Regions from separate parts of the Mus musculus genome. Here all the other regions are linked to region 1. Evidence: chromatin contacts called from public promoter capture Hi-C data. All regions are on one chromosome and are shown on one strand. The core of a region is the stretch at or near the end of the contact, and the rest is flanking DNA. Distances in the headings are between cores, read along the strand shown. Region 1 holds the start of Tafa2 (TAFA chemokine like family member 2). Region 2 holds the start of Avil (advillin). Region 3 holds the start of Inhbe (inhibin beta-E). Region 4 holds the start of B4galnt1 (beta-1,4-N-acetyl-galactosaminyl transferase 1). Region 5 holds the start of Atp23 (ATP23 metallopeptidase and ATP synthase assembly factor homolog). Region 6 holds the start of Ctdsp2 (CTD (carboxy-terminal domain, RNA polymerase II, polypeptide A) small phosphatase 2). Region 7 holds the start of Mettl1 (methyltransferase like 1).

Region 1 (2,830 bases), core at 248-2,747:
AGTTATGTTGAAATGATTTTTTCCTTATAGTGAAGAATACAGGTTTTAATGTCATTCTTGCTTGAAATCTATGGCTGATCAACAGACAGAAAATTACAGTAAGATTTGCAATGAAACAGTGCCAGGTTATTTAAAAAGAAAAAAAAAACAACAACAAAAAACCTTGTTCCCCCAGGAAATGAGTTACCATGTAATTGTGATAAAATAAAAGTCTTTAATCATACGAGACACTGGTCTTTTGAAAGAGGTCATTTGAAGATATGTTGTGCACAATGATTGCCATGCCCCGGAGTCTCACAAACCTACCAGATACAATCGATTAAAATTCAAAACCCTATATTATTTTGTTTTGGATTTTTATTTGAAATTGCTTCAGTTACTCCCAATTGAAAAAGTAAATTATTGCCTTTTTTAAAGAGTAGACTAAGTACAATGATCAAGTTAGAAAAGAATAAATAAAAAATTCAAAATGAATAGAAAACTGTTTAATCATGACCTTGATACATATTTTCTATTTAAAAGCACACAAATGCCTAAGGCACACCTCCCACTAAATGACAATGTTCACAAACTCTAAACAGCAAAGTTACAGGTGTGCCTAGCTTAGTTGTGTCTGACGTAACAAATCTTTTTAATAAAATTTGCAGGAATGCTTTGTTAAAATAGCCCTCCCAAATCAACTACATAAAACCCTTTAGATAGAAAATAAGGCTAAATTATGTTACCATAAAATCACCAGCTAAAACATATTCCTTAGTTCTTAGTAACTATGGTAATAAGTGGTAGTTTATAGATGGTGGAAAGAATTATGCTAATCTTTCAATGACTCAGGGCTGGGGAAACACAACTACTTAGACCTGGGGAGAATTTAGCTAGTTTGAAAAATTAACCTAGTGGAACGAGAGAGGAGTCAGTTACAGACAAGATCCCTGAGTAAGCGTTCCAGAGTCGACATTTTCTCTCATTGTGTCTAAGTCTTACTCATTTTTCGTACTATCCTAACCACTAGCTTAAATGTTTTCTCATTCATAAGCACGATCAAAATGAGCTGAGTCTAAGAAGTCCTTTCTTGGAAGATCTTATGTACACCGCTTAAACCAGGACCCAATTTGGCCAAACCTTAAGGACATGACCTTCTAGGATCTGTCTCTGAAATCTCTGTAAAGTTAGGATATTCCTTTAGCAATGAATATGCTATCATGGGATTGTGTTAAAACCCCCTTAACTTTGACTCTGTCAGAATTTGTTAGTTGTAGAAATTCAAAATCCTCTTAAATCGGATAGTGTAAGAAAATTCTTGTTTATTTTTTTGGAAGAAAAATTATGAGTCTCCGTGACAGCCGGCAAAGCGTTCTAATCCAGATTTACCGCTAGAGGGAGACATAGTCCAGCATTTGCAACGTTTGCTGTCTTATACTTTTTTTTTTTTTTTTTTCTTTCTGCAGGAAGGTGGTTTGCTCTCAGCATCTGCAGCCACTGCTGACAGAATTGGGAGGGAGACAGAGGGAGTCAAAGCCTCCCGGTCCAGCCGTCCCATTTTACTGCTTAACTCAGCCTGGAGTGTCAGAACCCATCTTTGCCTGCCTTCTCTGTGCTTTGTACAGTGGGGCCAGTCGCTCCCAACGGCCAGCCCGCTGAGTGGAACAGGGGTCTAGGGTGGACTAGCAGGGCTCTGCCCGTTGGGGTGACTTTCGAACATTATCTTTAGTGTATTTTAACAGTACAGAGCTTGTGGTGGGACTCAGAGAGGGAGAAGCTTTGATTGCTTTTTAAAATTATTTTATTTTATTTTATTTTTTGGCTTTTTTTTTTTTTTTCTTCTGGTGATCTGGATTTGTTTCCTCGGGCCCCTCCCCTTGTTCCGTTCTTTCTCACTCCCGCCTTTGGCGAAGTGACACAGGCGACACCTGCTCGCTTGTGTCTGCTGCTGGAACTCGCACCTCCAAGGTGGTGAAGGTGCCGGCGCGCTCGTGACTTGGGGGGACAGCAGAGGGGTTCCCTCCCTTGGAGCACACGATGCGGAGAGTGGCGGCGGGTGGGATGCGAGGAGCTCTACCGGCTGCACTTGGAGGCGCGATCGAGGGGCTGCAGCTGGCCGGGAGTTGCTGCTAAGTGGACGCGACTCGACGGCGCCCAGGTGTCCGAGAGGGCACCCGCGGGACCCGAGTGCGAGCTGCGGGAACGCAGGCGTCTCCCGGGGAGGACGCCGGCCGAGCGCACAGCCCGCGAGCCTGCTCAGAACCGCTCCACACCGGGAGCCTGCAGACCTGGGAGAGCCGGGGAACTCGAGGAGTGTGCTCGGCGGCGGAGGCTGCTCTGCTGAAGGTGAATCACCGCGTCCAATTGCCTTTCCCTAGAGAACCCGGGGGAGGGCGGGAGAGGGGGAACGTGTGAGCGCGCGCGTTTGTGTGCAAGGGAGAGCCGACGCGGGGCGAGAGGAAAAGTCCTCGCTCGCCGCTCAAAGCAAACAAACCGGAGATGGAATAAGAGCGGCGGTGGCTGGAGCCCGCCTGGATCCTCGCAGTCGCGGGAGCCGAGCGCACCACCGCGCGCAGCGCATCGCCGGGGACAGCGGGCGACCGCGGGCGCCGCCGGGGGCTGCGGAGACTTTGGCTCTCCCCCTCGGTCGACGACCCTTCCGATTACTTTGACACTGTGGGATAAAGAGCAGAGCCCGGGGACCGACCTCGCGCGCTGCACCTTCCTTTTGCTTCGGGGAAGGGGGACCCCAGCTTGTAGGTGAAGACGCTGCCGAGCCCCCCTTTAGCCTTCGGAGGAGGCAGCACTCACACTCGCTCGCCCTCTGCGAACACACACCGGCGGACTTGAG
Region 2 (2,803 bases), core at 301-2,800, 3.7 Mb after region 1:
GCTAAGTGAAAACGGTGAGCTGTTTCCCCTTTGGGCTACTTAACCACGGCTACTCCTTTTTTAAAAATGTCCTAGTTCTCCCCTACACACACACACACACACACGGTTTGATGAATTTCCAAACCACGGCTACTCCTTTTTTAAAAACGGGTTTGAACTCCTGTTTAGCCAAGAGTGATCTTGAGCTGGTCTCCTGCCTCCACCCCCTGAGTGCTGGGGTTACAGGTGATAGCTGGTCTCCTGCCTCCACCTCCTGAGTGCTGGGGTTACAGGTGATCGCTGGTCTCCTGCCTCCACCTCCTGAGTGCTGGGGTTACAGGTGATCGCTGGTCTCCTGCCTCCACCCCCTGAGTGCTGGGGTTACAGGTGTGATCACCTTGCTGGCTTGTGAGGTGCTGGGGACAACCCAGGGCTTCGTGCATGTCAGGCACACACTCCCAACTAAGCTACATCCCCAGTCCCTCTTTCTAGAAAACAGATAAGTCCATGTTCAGGGGAGAAGAGGTCACAGGTCAGGCCAGCTGCCCCATCCTTTAGTTCGGGGTTAGCTCCCAGAACTGCCCTGCACCATAAGCTGGTGATTCTCCATGCCTGTCCTTACCCCGGATCTGGCTATTCCCGTGATGCCATTTGGAGGGGAGAGGTCTGCTTCCCACTGTGACCAGGCTATGGGATCCTTGGCCACCTTGCTTCATGATTTGATACATTTGTTGTATTCAAAAACTTGAACTGTAGGATGCCATTAAGAGTCTGTTTATATTTTTGGAATATTTGTATTACAATTGTTAATAAAGGCTGGTTTAAAAACCTGTGCAGGACTGGGAGCTGCTTTTGCTTTCCTTCCCTTCCACTGACCTGACACTCGGTGGACACTGTTCTTCCTGCATGACCTCGTTGATCGTGAAATGATAGCACCTGGCAGAGCAAACGCTGGGATTCTGATCAAGGTTACAGAGGTTGGAGTGCATTAGCCCCTCTCGGGCCTGGGTTGGAACCAACTCCCTCTCCCCAGGTACTTGGCAAGCGTTTGCTTGCTGTGCTATTGACTGGGGTAGAGACTGAAGCCCTGGGGGAATTGGAGGCTCCTGCATGTGCTCTTGATGCTGCCAAACAGGCCTTGAGATTCAGAGCCCAGCATGGTTTCCAGGCACATAGTAGGATGACTTGTACAGACTCCAAGCAACAAAAGCTTTCCTGACACCACAGAATTGCCCAGAATCATCTCTCAGCCCTGAACGTCCAGGCACACAGTAGGGGAGCTCTAGCCAGTCTCCTGTCATCAGCATAATACGTTCATATCTACAATATGGCAAATTCATATCCTCCCTCACTGAATTATTGATGGACAGTGCACTTTTAAAAAAATCAATAGACCAGGGTGTGGAGCTGGAGTTAAAAGAAGCCTTTAGAAGTCTGCTCTTCTTGTTTTCGCTGTTTTGCATAGGAGCAGATAAAGCTTTCCTCTCTGGTTTGAATAAGTCAAGCCCAGGGCTAGGTTGGCTGTGATTGGCCAGAGCTAGGAGAATGTGGTTATGATGCAAACACAAGCAAATATAACCCTGTGTCTATGCTGTGCGGCCATTGCTGAAACAGGCTTCAGGACGGGCTGCTTTGGGAGACCTCATCAGTACTTCACCTGCTGCTTTGCCGGACTTCGGAGGACAGAGGGTCAGGTAGGTCTACTCTGTGTGTCCTTGTCAGCCAAATGCTGAGTGTGGATGAGGCCAAAGGTGAAGAAGGGACAAGAGTCATACCTTCCCTGGCTTTTGTCTTTGGGGATGCAGCTTTGGAAAGATGGAGCTTTGCAAACTTCACACTGAGAGAACCTGTAGATCCCACTGGCTAGGTTGGGCACGTTCTTGAGGCTCAGGGATTTGGGGTAACAAGACCCCTCTCATCTGTTCCACTGTGGGGCAAGAGAAGTTTAAACCCCAGTAGGTTACAAGCTACCTGGAATCCCCAGACCATACCCCGTGCCTGTGATCTTTGTAGCTCTCCGTACCCCAAAGTGCTGGTGGTTACGGCTTGGGAAGACAAACAGACCCAGCTTTGGGGGACTTTGATGTGGATAGATGGAACTGGGCTTTCTGGGTGTGGCATTTCCTGAATCTTGGGTCTCTAATCAGCTCCTGGATTCTGAAGTTCCATGGGGGACATGGGACTGCACTGGGGGCTCGGATTCACCGTGCTAAGGTTGCTGGTTAGGCTTTACCGATAACCAGGACTGTGTCAGCTCTGGTTCCCTTTCCTGGGTGGGTCACGCATTAGACTTAAAAGTGAGAGAACTCGGCCTGAAGGAAAGCTGACTATTTCCTGGTGGTTCTGAGCTGTGCAGGGTGGGGCAGCACAAGTTATCAAATTAAATACTCAAACATTGGCAGTTCCGCACCACGGCTCTGCTTCAGTCTACTGCGGCATCACACAAAGGGGCCTGGCTCTTTGGTGGTAATGGTGCATCCTCTCCAAACCTGGTTAGATCCATTAGGGCTCAAGAAAAGAATGGTCGGTGGAGTCAGACCCTTTTTTTTCTTTTAGGGGTGGGGCCTTGCTGGGGATGACAGACGCCTACTATTTGAACAATGCCCCATCCCCAGACTTAACATAGTTAACAAGCCCTGAATATCACCAACTATCAAACATCCACACAATCTCCCTCCCCCTCCAATCCCCCGGGACGATTTTGTCTTTTAATCTCTCGTAAGTCCAACCATCCCATCTTTGAGTCTTAGGAGAAGCCAACCTAGCGATCACTTGGCATACCGTGAGAGCTCAGTCTCCCCGAGGGTAGGACTTGAGATGAGAC
Region 3 (2,841 bases), core at 330-2,829, 4.1 Mb after region 1:
ACAGGCCTCTACTACCATGTCTGGCACATCGGTCTTGACCACATTGCCATTATGGTCAAGGTAGAGGAGAGAGAGAGGCCTTCGTGCAGTGGGGACACAGCAGGAAGAACCCGCAGGCCAAGGGTTGTTGGCTTTGAGGAGGCTAAAGACGGCAGAATGGAAGGAGGCAGCAATGCCAGGACTGCCAGCCAGGTGGGGCGGGCACTGCCCACTGCAGTAATTCAGCTGGTATCCCTCCGGCTGCAGGATCCAATCCCGCCACCCCAGCTCCTGGAAGTCTACATAGTGGTCTCGCCTACAACATAAGGGGGTCTCAGGCTCACAGGTGGGAGTCCTCCTCCTGGCCCGACCTGCTCCAGGTTCATTAGCTCGGATCTTAAGTTCCAAGAAGGGACGTTGCTGTCCCGCTGTGTCCAAGAGCAGCCGTGGCAGTCCCGCAGCGGTGCTGTTAAGGTCCAGGGGTCTAAATTCCAGTTGGAGTTTCACGACGCCAGAGTCCTCACTCCGCAAGCCGCTAGAGGGCAGAGTCAGGGCGTGCCAGCCAGAGGAAGTGGTTTGGTGCTCAGCTAGGAAGGTGCGGAATCCTCGGCACCTAGTGGTGCCGCAACGGAAGATCCTCAGGTACAGAGTGCCCGGAAAAGAGGGAGGCACATGCAGCCAGAGGCGGGCATGGTACAGGTGGTGGGACCAAAGAGGGGACAGCTGGAAGGTGAGCATGGAGCGGTAGGTTGAAGTGGATTTGTCTGCTCAGACAAAAACAAAAACAAACAAACAAAAAAGCAAATTAAAACATGAACAAAGCTTCTCTCTGACACTCGGCCACCCTACCCAACCATCCCTCATCTCTCATACAGACCTCTGCAAAGGGCCTGGACGGCCTGTGTCCCCAGCTCTTTCTCTTGCCACACCCCACGCCTCCTGCCTCCCCTGCAGGCCTCTCCTTGTGTCTCCTGTCCCCGGTCTCTCTCCCCTCACCCACCTATGATGGTAGCAAAGCTGATGACTTTCTCTCGGTTGCCAGGGACCATGCTCTTGGGCTGCAGTCTCCGGAGGGCTCTGGTCAGTGCTGCCTGGGGCAGAGGCCGAGTTATTCTGGGACGGCTGGTTAGGTGCAGTCCCTCCAGGATTTGCTGCTTGGCTAGCTCCAGGACCAGAGCGCGTTCTCCTTGGGGTGCCAGTGTTGGGCCCCCACAGGACGGGCACGCAGATCTTGTACTCTGCACCCACACCAATGCCCACAGCAGTATTAGCCAGAGCTGGGCTTTTGGAAGCTTCATGCTCCAGGTAGATGGCTCTGCTTTGAGAACCTCGAATGGGTGGCAGTTTTATGAGTCTGATTTCCCAAAGAGGATACAGAAGCAGCAGCAGCAGCAGCAGCAGCAGCAGCAGCAGCAGCAGCAGCAGCAGCAACAGCAAACCAGTGTCACAGCTACCCTTGACAAAGAGCAGACCAAGCTACTTGTCCTCAATAGCCTAGGACTCAGGAAGACTGAGAGTAGATCGCCTGGTGGGGTAGCTATGTGTGACCCTCACAGTTCATGACTAACTACTGGCAGGGCCTCTTTAGAGCCAGTTGCTTGGGATCCCTCACCTAGCGGTCAACCAGCAGACCTACCCTCTGAACCTTAGGATTGGCCAGCTGCGCTGCCCATCAGGCCCCTGCAGGGGGTGGAGGGCTCCCCCGGGACTCGAGTTTCACCATCTGGGTGTGGTGGCTTGAGGTAGGGGTATGGAGGTGCAACGTGGACATGCATGATGCAAGAAAGAGGATGATTTCACACGGTCAGTTCCCAAGGTCTGGGATTCAGGTGAGGGAGTCCATAGGAGCCAGGTGGGGATGGGCGGTGGCTCCTCAGTATGCCCTGACTGACTTCCGAGCTTGAAAACGGAAACCGTTTTATGAGGCTGTTTCAGTGGGTTAGTTCTCGGGGTTTCCATGTCAGAACAATAATTCTAGCGTTCAAGCCGAGTTAGGTTTTAGAAAGGGTGGTTTAAAAAAAAAATGGAGTCCTCTTGATCAGGCCTAGGTGGCAGTGCCACGGGACATAGAAATTACCTTTTGACCCTGCCTGTGCTGGCTGCCCAGAGTCCACCTGGGGGAGGGCCAGAGCAGGGATGAGGACATCTTCTGTGATGTCTGGGGAAACCCGGCCAGGTGGGCTCGTGGTGATGCAATCTTACAGCAGAGCAGAGTCCGGCAGAGCTGGCAGAAGGGCGAGCGCCTTTGAAGCACCTGTGCCTGGTAACTACTGCCTTTAGGGTACTGTAGGAGTTGGCCAAATCTGAGGCAGCCCAGGAGTGGTGCCAGGCTTCTGGTAATGTAGTTGGAAAATGGAAATTTAAGGGACCTAGGGGACAAAGCCGGAAAAGCCGCCTCAGGTCTTGGTCATCCAGGCTTTGTTTTATTTTTGCTTGTTTGTTTGAAAGATTTATTTATTTTATATATGTGAGTACACTGTCACTGTCTTCAATCAGATACACCAGAAGAGGGCATTGGATGCCATTACAGATGGTTGTGAGCCACAACGTGGTTGCTGGGAATTGAACTCAAGTCCCCTGAAAGAGCAGCCAGTGCTCTTAGCCACTGAGCCATCTCTCCAGCCCCCGACTTTGTTTTTTAATGTGTGCGCATGTGTGTGTGTGTGTACGCGCGTGCTCGTGTGTGTGCATGTGTGTGCTTGTGTGCACGTGTGTGTGCTCGTGTGTGTGCATGTGTAAGCTGGAGCACAGCCCTGTGTGCCATCCCTAGGGACGTCATCCACCTACCTCCTTTGAGACAGGACATCCTTGCTGGTCTGGAACTCACTAATTAGACTACACTGGCTGGCCAGTGAGTCCCAG
Region 4 (2,809 bases), core at 92-2,591, 3.9 Mb after region 1:
TTAATACTAGCCAGGATGATGGACTCTGGCCAGTCCACTCCAGGGTTCCTAGAAAATGGCCACCAGCTACAATGGCCAGGTGATTATAAAGGGCTAACTCACAGGCTATGCCTTGGTCAGATGGAAGCAAGCATACATCCTGACATACTTCCTCCTACCTACCTCTCAACTCCCTGTGATCCCCTAGAAAAGTGAACGCATGTGGCTTGCTATCTGATACGGGTAACAGCTTCCAGAGAATCGTGGCGTATCTGTCCTCGGGCAGGGAGTTGACCGGTTACAAAGATCATTTTGATTCACGGAGTTCTTGGGCACAGTAATAAAAACCTAACTTTGCATTCTACACCCGATGTCTATCAAGTGTTTTGTAAATAAATTTATTCCTATTTACAATAATATTCTATCTACATGTGGGTCTGTGAAGGGGTATCCAGACGCCCGGGAACTGGAATTATTGTTGTAAGCTGCCATGTGGGTGCTGGGAATTGAACCCAGGTCCTTTGGAAGACCAGCCAGTGCTCTTAACTGCTGAGCCATCTCTCCAGTAAGTGTTTTATATAGACAGGTTTACTAATATTTCCCTTCGCCTCTTGCTTAGGGGATCTCTTCCGACTGTAAAGGAAAAAAAGCCCTTGATTTATTTTAAAGGTTTTGTAATTCTACTTTTAGCATTTGATCTGAAACTTCTGGTTTAAGGGTGGGTTTTCCCTCTTCTCCCCAACACACACACACAGTTCATTCAATATTGCTTATCTACAGCCCCAACCCCCAGACACATTTTTCATTATGTTTTACCTATTTTTCTATTCAATTTTGATCCTTCTGAGAACCACAGGACTTTGTTTCTGGTCAGTGTCGGGAATCAAGCCACCTATGGCCTACTTCACTGTCCATCTGGCCACTTTCTGCGGTTCCTCTTCAAGTCTGTACCAAGAAGCAGTTAGGGGAAGTAGGCCGGCCATTGAGTAACGGCTTGCCTCGGTTGATGGCTGGAATTCGGAGCCAAGAGGTCAGAGAGAGGCCGCTGTCTTTGTTGCTCGTGAGGCAGTGTTCACCTCCAGGGCTGGCTGGTTTTATTTATTTCATCTTCCCCATCCAAGTGTTCCTTGAAATGAGGTTAGACCGCATACTGAACCCAATCGCCCTTCCTGGGGCTACACTGTGAACGAGTGGGGAAATGGCGGGGACCGGGAACTGGCATCTTAGACACCGCGGTTTGGGGACGAAGGGATGTGAAAAGGGGGGACCTTCCCGGGAGGGCTCATCGCCTAAGCAATCTTCTCCGCGTCCGCCAGACGGCGCCGCGGAGCTCGCCATCCCCGCTCAGAGCCCGAGCCTGTGCCGCAGCCAGCCCGGGAGCGGCGCTGCGCTGCGGTGTGAGAGCCGGGCGGAGGCCTGAGCCCTCGGCTGCCTGGGAGCGCGACGCGGTGCCAGGGCTTCCCCGCTTTGTCGCTGGGGCTGGGGCGCGGCGGATTTACGATCCAGTTCACCCCGGCAGGAAACGTTCAGAACCACCCCCGCGCTGCGGTCTACAAAGCCCCGGAGTCCGCAGGCGGGAGGAGTCGGATCCCCGACACTGTCGGGCTCCCTCCCGCCCAGCTCCCGCATCAGGCCGTCGCCGGCCTCATGAGGACCCCCCGGCCGGGGCGGAGAACCGGGCACTGCCCGGACCGCGATCCTGCCGCGGCCTTAGAACGTTAGACAGGTCAGTGCGCTGGCACGCCCGGCGGCCGAGGTGTGGGCAGGAGCGGCGTCCTCCTGGCCTCGCGCATCGTGCCCGTGGCTCAACGAGGCCACCCGAGGGTCACCGAGGCCGGGCACCCGCGAGCGCGGGCGCGACACCGTGCCTTCCCTGACCCGCCAGGTGCAGTACAGCCGCCCCTCCGCAGCACCCTGGCCCGGCTGCTGCCCGTGGGGTGGGGGTGGGGTCCCCGAGGGCTGCGCACCCAAGATACTGCATGTCACCACGGCAAGCCTTGGGTGTATGCGGAAGCCCAGAGGCGAGAGAGAGGCGGAAGAAAGGAGGCCGGGAGACCTTTGGCGTGAGCATGAGGGAAGGGGTGCGCGCCGTGCGGAGCGGAGATGGCTGGCCTTGGGTACCTGCGCGAGCCTCGGAGGCGGCGGGGTCCAGAGTCCCGGCCCTCACGTTCTCTGAGAGCCTGGTCACCTCTCACCCTCCCCCATATCAGGATGCGGCTAGACCGCCGGGCCCTCTATGCGCTAGTCTTGCTGCTCGCCTGCGCCTCGCTGGGTCTCCTGTACTCCAGCACCCGAAACGCGCCAAGTCTCCCGAACCCTCTGGCATTGTGGTCGCCCCCACAAGGTCCCCCGAGACTCGATCTGCTAGACCTTGCCCCTGAGCCTCGCTACGCACACATCCCGGTCAGGATCAAGGAGCAAGTGGTGGGGTGAGTGCGGACCGCGGCGTGGCGGCGGCGACAGCGCAGAACATGCTGGAGGGGGTGGCCGGGGAGCTTTTGTTTCCTCCAGTGCTAGACTCGGACGCTGCTTACTGCTGACTGGTTGGGTGCAGTTATCAGGGAGGTGGAGAGGGCTACCGAAGCTTGAACTGGGGGGGAGACAGGGGCGCGGCAAATCTATCCTCCTCAACCTTGTCGCCGCCACTGGAGTGTGGGAGGATGTACAGGCAAAAGAGCACCCGGAGACTGCCTGCTGTCTTGATTTAGACTTGAGATTCCAGAAGGGTTCCTGGATGGCGGCTACGTAGACATCCTAGTAATTGGCCCTAGTTCGCACCTCTGTAACGCACAGATTTAAGGGATAAGCTGTCTCTCACCTGTGGGCAGAG
Region 5 (2,700 bases), core at 181-2,680, 3.6 Mb after region 1:
CTAGACTGGAGGAAGGCAGCGCCTACACTGCTCTCTGTGGTAGCACCATGCCTCGCTCTGAGTACCACAGCCCAATGGGACCTGCCCACCAAAGTTCTTCAATGAGGGTTAGCAAGCAGAAATGTGTGAGTCTATGGCCAGTAAGAGAGAAGAACGGTGGCTTAGGGATTGAGCCCAGTGGTAGGGCCTTGCCTGGTAAGCACAAGGTCTTAGGTTCAGTTCTCACCTCTGAGGAGGGAGAGGAAAGGAGGGAGGGAGGAAGGGAGCTAAAAAGATGGCTCAGTGGTTAGTAGCACTTGTTGCTCTCGCTGAGAACCCAGGGTGAGTTCCCCAGCACCTGCATAGTAGCTCACAGTCCTGGACACCAGGAATGCAGAGAGTGCGCAGACACACATGCAGGCGAGACAATCACACACAAAAATAAAGAAATCAAAAAAAAAAAAGCTTTAAAAAGAAGACAGTAAAATCTTTGATCAGTTGATGATTGAATTATGACCAATTCTGCTATAAAATAGTAACTATTTGGAGGGTCGAATACATTTAAATCTTACTTTCCTAAATAAATCTGAGGTAGACAGGCAATCTGCAGATGCAGAGGAGCAAGGCAGTGTCCCGGGACTGGAGATAAATTGCTCAGTGGGAGCCAGTGTGCCTGGGTGACCCGCGGCAATAATAAACCTCTTAGATGTCACAGGCTTCTTAGAGACTATGATGAAGCTAGGAACTCTCCCTAGAAAAATGCACTTAGGTGCATAAACACGAGGGTTTTCAAAAGTTCCTATTCTAGCATTCTCCACAGTTCCTACTGCAGTGACTGAAGGTTAAAGAATCGCCCACCCCACCCCCACCCCAGGGAAGGGGTGCATAGCCAGAAGTAGAGCTGCCTTATTAATGAATGGAGCTCTTTCCAGCTCTCACCTGCACCCTAGAGCCCGTGCCGCTGCAAAACTTACATAAGAAACTGGTGAGTGTGACCCAGGAGGGCAGACTCCCAGCCCAGGCCTTCAGAAGCGCGAGTGGGGCGGAGGCCCACGCCCCCTCCCGCCCACGCAGCCCTAGGGCTGCAGTGCAGTCCGGGATCAGTGGGGGCACGTCCGGGCCCTTCCTCACCCCCCGGGTCCTGTGCCACCCCGACCCCAGCCTCCAGGTCGCGGCTCTTACTGGTATCCAGCGTCTTCTGGAGCATGAGCGGACAACTCTGGTCCCGGGTGAAGAGGCTGGAGAGGAAGCCCTGCTGGGGCTTCCCGTGGGCCGGCGGCTCAGGCGAGCCCTGGCCAGAGTCGGGTCGCTGCAGCAGTGGCTCGCCAGCCGCAGGGCCGAGCTCGCCGCCGCCCGGAGCTCCTGCCATGAGGCCCGCAAGCCTCCTCCTGCCCGCTCGACCTAGGACAGCCGCTTCCGCCGCCGGCGCACGCTCCGCGGGCCAGCACGAAGGAGACGCGGCGTGCAGCTCGTGGGCGGGGCTTGGTAGGCGTGGTCGGTGGGCGGGGCTGATGGGCGGTGCCTCGCGACCGCCGATGCTGGCCACTATATTGCCTTCTGCACCTCAACCATCCTCCCACTCCCTCACCTGCTGTTTCTCTTATTCCCGCTACCCACTCACACCGAATTAAAGGCAGTGTTTTCAGAAACGCTTGGATATTTCAAAGACTGGTTGGTCTCATCAAAATGTGGCTCCTGGGGACCCATTCATCAACCCTCCTCTTGCTCAGAAATAAGATACACACATCTTGGGTCTGGAGAGATGGCTCAGTGGATAAGAGCACTGACTGCTCGTCCAAAGGTCATGAGTTCAATTCCCAGTAACCACATGGTGGCTCACAACCATCTGTAATGGGATCTGATGCCCTCTTGTGTGTCTGGAAACAGCTACAGTGTACTCATATAATAAAATAAATCTTTTAAAAAGAAGGGGGTGGTTGGAAAGATGGCTCAGCGGTTAAGAACACTGACTGCTCTTCCGAAGGTCCTGAGTTCAAATCCCAGCACCCACATCGTGACTCACAACCATCTGTAATTTGACACCCTCTTCTGGTGTTTATGAAGACAGCTACAATGTATTTATATATAAATCTTAAAAAAAAAAAAAAAAGGCTTTTTCCTCAGTTCCCATAATCAGAGTCCACCAGCACACTTACTCAAAATTAATGTTGCCAGATCTGCAGTTTAAGGCACTTTGTCCGTGTTAGTGCTCTCATGACAGACTTCCAGCTTTTACGTAGTGTGTGTGTGTGTGTGTGTGTGTTTCTTTCCTCACTAAATTATTCAGCTCAGCTCACACTGCTAAACACCTGCTCCCACGGGCCAGGCAGGATGGTAGAGTTGGAGAAAACGAGGACAAATGTCCAAGAAAAATAGGCATGCAATGCCTTGTGAACAGCACTTAGGGGTCACGGTGCTCCGTAAACAAGAGTTGAATGGGAAGCAGAAGGCATCACTCGCTTGGAATATTATACAAATATGAGCGCCTGCACTTACAGACTAATAAAGCCATAAGCCAAAGATTAGATTCTTTTTATCAAGGTCCACATATGTACATTATTACCAGTCCTCATGACAACCTTGCAAAATAGTATCAACCCTAATTTGCAGATAGAACTTGCCCAGCTACAGAAGAAGGCTGAAGGTGTTACTCAGTTGAGAGAGCGCTTGCCTGATTGATACACATGAAGTGCTGGGTTCTACGCCCAGCACCACACAAGC
Region 6 (2,826 bases), core at 291-2,790, 3.7 Mb after region 1:
TATGGAAGAGGAAATGAACAGGAGAGAAGTGTCATCCAACGGACAAGAGAGCAGGCCTTGGCAGGGAACCGCCTAGCTGGAGCACAGGGTCAAAGTCCAACAAGGTCCCTTAGCAACCGGCTGAGACAGTCCTTACAGATCCCATTGTTTTAAAGGTGGGAGGCAAATATGTCAGAACTCCCCCGGCTTCCTTTCCTTTAATGAATTAGAATCTACCCAGACTCAGGGTTTGAGGTTACATAAGCATCATTCAGATCCTCTCTAACAGTCACATTCATTTTAGAAAAACAGCATTTTCATTAAAATGGTGTTATGTAAAAAAAAAAAAAAAAAAAAAAAAGAAGAAAGAAAAGGGGGAAAAAAGGGGAAAAAAGAGCAGTGTGTGTGTGTGTAGAAACATTCGCACTTGTAAGGAACATAGGATATATACATATGATGATAGTGCCTTGTAGGTTATGACCTACTTGGACAAGATGAAGAGACACAAATGTCTAGCTATGAGGACTGCAGTAGGAAAGCCACCAGGTGCCCCCCACCCCCCATTCCCCAGGAACTATGGCCTTGAATCATAGTAACTCATCCATCACCAAAAAGCATTTGAAATGGGTCAATGGGATGGTTTAGCCAGTAAGAGCGCTTCCCAGGAAAGCCGAGTTTGATTCCCAGAGCCCACTGTGGAAGGATAGAAGAGACCTCCTTCAGGTGCAATGGGGTGCATATACAGCATACAATTTTTACAACAACCCGATACAGAGTTAAAACTGCTTCTTTGGAGCTGCTACTCCTAGCAGACAAGTGGAGAAACCCTTCCTGAGAAACCTTAAGTTTGGGAGTTCAAACCTGAGCCTGGGCCTAAAAAATGAGGGAGAGCTTTCTGGGTCCACTAAGCACCTCTATCCTCCTCAAACTGAGGATGGAACCATGAGATGGGAGTTGGGGGTGGGAGGGGGAGCTGGACTGGGAGGATAGGGTAGATGCCTGAGTGGGAGGGGCTGGCACCTAAGGTGGCCTTAATACATAAGGTGTCATTTCCAGAGGTCAGTTCCATTCCTCACACTCTGGAGTCTCGGTTCCGCCCCCTACACACTCCTTCCCAGGTACATATCAGCGGTATTCTTATATAAGGCACTGGGCTCTAAGCAGGAAATACCGTAACTGCCTCGAACCCAATCTGGCTTCTCCATTTTTCCCCAGGTTTCGTAGGGCGGAACCATTGAGCCTTCTTGGAGTAAAGCGTCGGAAACACAAACACCCCAGCACCGAGCACGGAAAGCGGAGCGTTGGAGTGGCCTTTTTAAGTAGTTGGGAAGGGGGTGTGGCCGAGAGGACCAGGAGGCCGCAGCCCAGCAAGCGGGGAGTGGCCCGGGGGCGTGGCCGTGGCGACTGGAATGTTGTTGGGTCCTTGCACCGCATAGTAAGGAGGGGCCACGCCCCCTTTCTGCGAGCGGGCCAATCGGAGTGCCGGAGCGGTTTCAAGTCTCCCCCGCCAGCCTGCCCGCCCGCCACCCCACCCCCCTCGGGGATTCGCTTTTTCCGTAAGAAAATAGCAAACCTCTGCAGGGTCCGCGGCCCCCGCTGCTCGCCGGAGGAGGGTCCCGGGGCCTAGGACGCTGGCCTGGAGCGGAACGCGCCGGCAGGCGGCGAAGAGGCCGGCCCAAGATCTGGGAGGAGCGCGGGGGTGGGCGCTGCAGCCGCGGGTTGTTTATCTGGAGTACGGAGGGGAGGGGGGAGCCTGGAAACCGCCCCGTGTCCCATTTCCTCCTCTTGTTTTCGCTCCGGATTCTCCATGTTGGACCCAAACTGAGGAGCCCGGAGCTGCCACCGGGGGATCGGGGCTGGGGGCACCGGGGAAGCCGCCGCCTGGCCCGCCCGCCCTCTGTGCAGGCCGCCTCCCTTCCCGGCCCGGGGAGGAAACGCGAGGGGGATGTGAACAGCTGCGGGAGTCGGAGTCTCGGGAGCCGGAGCCCGACGGGCCCCCGCCCAGGCCCCCCAGCCCAGCCCGCCTGCGCGCCCGCCCGCGCGTCCTCCCGCCCAGCCAGCCCGGGCCCGCGGGATTGTTAGATGGAACACGGCTCCATCATCACCCAGGCGCGGAGGGAAGACGCCCTGGTGCTCACCAAGCAAGGTAGGGGCGCAACTTCCCAAAACTTTGTGTCGCCCCCGAACGGGGAGGGGGCGGAGGATCCGGCTGGACCCGGGGTCCGTCGGTCCTCGCGCACCCGTCGGGCTCTCGGACCCCGGTGGGGGCTGAGCGAGGCCCCGGCTGCCAGCGCCGGGCGGGAGGGTGTCATCCGCGCAGCTGTCACCCGTCCGGCCACCCCTCCCCCCCCGGGGGCAGTCAGAGGCTCGGGAGGGCGCGCGTCGCGCCAGGCCACCCGCGCCGCCCCCACCCGAGCCGCGGAGATGGAGTGGTCACTCCTCCCCCACCCACCACCGCTGCGCGCCTGCCCCGGGGCTCTGGGGAGGGTACGAGGGGTCCCGAGCTGGAACGCCACCGGGACCGGAGTTTTCACGCAGGACCGGGATGCCCGGGAGCTCGGCGGTGGCGGCGCGGGGACTCGGGACGAAGTTCACCGGCCCGAGGCGGGGGCGGTGGTGGGGGAGGGGGGAGGGCCGCGGTCACTGCCGGGCGCGGGACTCTCTTCGCGGCTCGGCGGAGCAAACAAGCCGGACCCGAGGCCCGGCCGGAGCCCCTCCCTGCCCCGTGCGCTCCCCCGGGGCCGCCGCTGCACAGACACAGCCGCGTTTGTTTAGCCCGGGAGCGGTGTCCCTGGTTACATAATTCGCCGGATGGCATCAGACCCAGCGTGTTTCTGAATCGCGCAG
Region 7 (2,700 bases), core at 23-2,522, 3.8 Mb after region 1:
AAGATCCTAACATAACAAAGCTACAAATCTTTGATGAGGTTCACTGTCCTAGGTCTCTCCTTCAGAAAATCCATGCAAGCATTTTAGCGAAAGAGCATCTCCAGTTTTTTTTTTTTTTCACGGAAAGCCTATCTTATTTGTTTCAGGTACCCTGAAGCCAACTAGCTTGAGTGTTCTGAACACTCGTCAGCGCTGTCTGCCTTGCAGGAGAATAGAGGTTTGTTAAAAGGAAAGAACTGAGCTGAGTTCTACCCACCCCCAGGAATCCACGTCCTCACTTCTCCACACTCCAGCTCCCCTCCTCCCGCCGCAATGCCAGCTCACGCACCCTGCAGCGCCGCCAAGATTCCCACGATGCCCGTCCCCGCGCCCAGTTCGATCACCTTCTTGCCTCGAAAATCCACATTTTGACTCTCGAAATAGTCACACAGGCTCAGAGCCTATGAGGAAGGGAAAAAGAAAGTGGGAAACTGTCAGAACGGTGTCTCCATATGGGAGAGCCGGGGTCCGGGGACTGGACCTCTCAGGGACCCTCACTTAGGGCAGCCCATTCCTCACCGCATCCCACACGCGTGCCGCCACCCCAAGGCGCGACCCAAAGTTCTGCGTGATGCTCAGCTCGTGCCCACAGAAGCAGAACCGGCTGCTCTCTGAGTAAGAGTCTGTGAAGAGCCGGATCTCCCGTGGGAACACGGATTCGGGCTCAGTTTCCGGATCGGTGCGAGAGCTGGCCATCCGGCAGATAGAGTCCCCGAGCACCCCGGCCAGCGCTCGGATCCCCTCTATCGGTGCGGGGTTGAGGCTGGGGACTGCCAGCCATATGGGCTGCTCCCAGGCACCGGGCCCCGCCTCCCCAGTTCGCTCTCCTTCCTCCAGCTGGACTTCCTAGAGATGGATGGGGATGACCCCCGAGCCCGGGTACCTGGCGCACACAGAACAGGACCCACACAACACCATACGGGCCAGACTTGGTTTGAGACCACCCGGAGAGAGAAGAAATGATGCTTGAGTTTACTGTCAGAGGCGGGTCCCTCACATCCCGCTCACCTGTGGGGCGCACAGGTACCTGTGGGCATTTGAGAACCCAGACTAGGCCAGAACGACCCAAGGGAGGATGCGGGGTGCCCGGAGCTGGCCTCCCCAAAGCACGGTTAGCAATAGCAGGGCGCAGGTTTCCCCTCCCACTCCCTTCAGGGTCCTTTCCCTACGGTGCTACAGAATTTGCTCTTCGCTCTTTAAAAGGCGGGGCCCGCTGGCGGTCCGCGGGCTGCGTCATCACCTCGCGCCGCGAGCTCGGCTCTCCACGTGGACTGCGTGGCATGATGGCGGGAGCCGAAGCCCCCCAGCCGCAGAAGCGCTACTACCGGCAGCGCGCCCACTCCAACCCCATGGCAGACCACACACTGCGCTAGTGAGCGGGCCCGGCGGGGTCCGGGAGGGAGGGAAGGCGGTCGCGCAGGGGCCACCGCTAGGACTTGCGATGGAGCGGGGAGGGTTGTCCGGGTGACACGTCAGCTGAGGATGGCTTAGGGAGATTGGGCAGAAGGCGGAGTTGGCCGGCTGGGAGGGGTCGCGGTGTTGGAGACTTAAAGTCTGGGTGGACTTGCCAGCCAGATCTAGGAAGAGGGGGGAAAAACTATTGCCAAAATGAAGCGAAGCAAGTTGTCATTTCCACCTTCCGGTTTTTCTTTTTAATTTGGTTTGGATTTTGGAGACAGGGTTTCTCTGTGTAGCCCTAGTTGTCCTGGCACTCACTTTGTAGATCAGGCTGGCCTCGAACTCACAGAGATACAGCTTCCTCTGCCTCCTGAGGGTGTGCACCACTACACCCGGCTCCGATTTGGGTTTTTTAATTTATAAAAAGATAAACATATATACACACTCCTGGCCACTCCTTGTTCCATCCTCGCCACACAAAATACATAAACAAAGAGGGCTGGAGAGATGCCTCAGTGGTTAAGAGCGCTTGACTGCTCTTCCAGAGGCCCCAGCAATCACATGGTGGCTGGAAACCACTTCTAATGGGATCTGATTGCCTCTCCTGGTGTGCATGAAGACTGAACACTCATACACATAAAATGCAAAATACACGGGTAAATAAAAATTTTAAAATATACATAAACAAAGTAGTGCTCCAGTGCCTTAGGCAGTCAGTCTCTGGGAAAACCTTACACACATCAGTACCCAGAAGAACTTGGCAGATCTGCAGCCATAGCCTCATGATGGGACTGATTCACACCCTAGAAGCCAGGGGACTTCCCATTACACCTTCTACATACCACATGGTCCCTGCATGCAGAGTTTTTTTCTAAGCCTACCACCCCCCCCCCAACTCTTACACAAAATGTCTGCACTGGTATGTACAACAGTCTCATGTGTCTCATGTCTTCTTTCTAATAGCCCTGTGAAGCCAGAGGAAATGGACTGGTCTGAGCTTTACCCAGAGTTCTTTGCTCCGCTTATTCAAAATAAGAGCCATGATGATCCAAAGGATGAGAAAGAAAAGCACTCTGGGGCCCAAGTGGAGTTTGCAGACATAGGCTGTGGCTATGGTGGCTTGTTAGGTAATAAGCTGGCCCTTTTCTTGGGACAGGGAGAGGCCTGGGTTCTGCCATCTCAGCAGGTTAGAGGCAGGATTAGTTGACCTTTCCTCCTGGGACCAGACAGCAGTGACATCAGTGTGGAGAGCCTCCACCTTCC

What was found. Promoter capture Hi-C pulls out the DNA fragments that hold promoters and counts their contacts.
Region 2: a promoter capture Hi-C map of pre-B cells shows a contact between it and region 1. The contact joins the promoter of Avil here to the promoter of Tafa2 in region 1. A contact is called at or near these places in 3 of 39 promoter capture datasets (cranial neural crest, maxillary cranial neural crest and pre-B cells).
Region 3: a promoter capture Hi-C map of pre-B cells shows a contact between it and region 1. The contact joins the promoter of Inhbe here to the promoter of Tafa2 in region 1.
Region 4: a promoter capture Hi-C map of pre-B cells shows a contact between it and region 1. The contact joins the promoter of B4galnt1 here to the promoter of Tafa2 in region 1. A contact is called at or near these places in 1 of 39 promoter capture datasets (pre-B cells) and 1 of 484 Hi-C or Micro-C datasets (pre-B cells).
Region 5: a contact with region 1 is called in a promoter capture Hi-C map of second pharyngeal arch cranial neural crest. The contact joins the promoter of Atp23 here to the promoter of Tafa2 in region 1. A contact is called at or near these places in 5 of 39 promoter capture datasets (cranial neural crest, frontonasal cranial neural crest, maxillary cranial neural crest and 2 more).
Region 6: a contact with region 1 is called in a promoter capture Hi-C map of pre-B cells. The contact joins the promoter of Ctdsp2 here to the promoter of Tafa2 in region 1. A contact is called at or near these places in 4 of 39 promoter capture datasets (cranial neural crest, frontonasal cranial neural crest, maxillary cranial neural crest and 1 more).
Region 7: a contact with region 1 is called in a promoter capture Hi-C map of pre-B cells. The contact joins the promoter of Mettl1 here to the promoter of Tafa2 in region 1. A contact is called at or near these places in 6 of 39 promoter capture datasets (the 3T3-L1 cell line, cranial neural crest, hippocampal neurons and 3 more) and 1 of 484 Hi-C or Micro-C datasets (cerebral cortex).

What each region holds. Positions count from the first base shown.
Region 1 is chr10:123,262,579-123,265,408 of GRCm38.p6, forward strand. It overlaps Tafa2 (TAFA chemokine like family member 2), which reads left to right and starts at 1,498. Exons shown (of 5, transcript NM_001252387.1): 1 at 1,498-2,830.
Region 2 is chr10:126,999,159-127,001,961 of GRCm38.p6, forward strand. Avil (advillin) reads left to right here and starts at 1,551. Exons shown (of 20, transcript NM_009635.3): 1 at 1,551-1,673. Ctdsp2 (CTD (carboxy-terminal domain, RNA polymerase II, polypeptide A) small phosphatase 2) reads left to right here. Exons shown (of 8, transcript NM_001113470.1): 8 at 1-817.
Region 3 is chr10:127,350,269-127,353,109 of GRCm38.p6, forward strand. It overlaps Inhbe (inhibin beta-E), which reads right to left and starts at 1,580. Exons shown (of 2, transcript NM_008382.3): 1 at 980-1,580; 2 at 1-743. The coding sequence starts at 1,277.
Region 4 is chr10:127,163,815-127,166,623 of GRCm38.p6, forward strand. B4galnt1 (beta-1,4-N-acetyl-galactosaminyl transferase 1) reads left to right here and starts at 1,342. Exons shown (of 11, transcript NM_008080.5): 1 at 1,342-1,705; 2 at 2,190-2,408. The coding sequence starts at 2,191.
Region 5 is chr10:126,899,941-126,902,640 of GRCm38.p6, forward strand. It overlaps Atp23 (ATP23 metallopeptidase and ATP synthase assembly factor homolog), which reads right to left and starts at 1,431. Exons shown (of 6, transcript NM_001159559.1): 1 at 1,162-1,431. The coding sequence starts at 1,348.
Region 6 is chr10:126,977,177-126,980,002 of GRCm38.p6, forward strand. It overlaps Ctdsp2 (CTD (carboxy-terminal domain, RNA polymerase II, polypeptide A) small phosphatase 2), which reads left to right and starts at 1,541. Exons shown (of 8, transcript NM_001113470.1): 1 at 1,541-2,125. The coding sequence starts at 2,062. Gm40798 (a long non-coding RNA gene) reads right to left here and starts at 344. Exons shown (of 2, transcript XR_872169.3): 1 at 1-344.
Region 7 is chr10:127,040,660-127,043,359 of GRCm38.p6, forward strand. Mettl1 (methyltransferase like 1) reads left to right here and starts at 1,273. Exons shown (of 6, transcript NM_010792.1): 1 at 1,273-1,411; 2 at 2,401-2,564. The coding sequence starts at 1,320. Eef1akmt3 (EEF1A lysine methyltransferase 3) reads right to left here and starts at 735. Exons shown (of 3, transcript NM_001205036.1): 1 at 559-735; 2 at 329-440. The coding sequence starts at 735.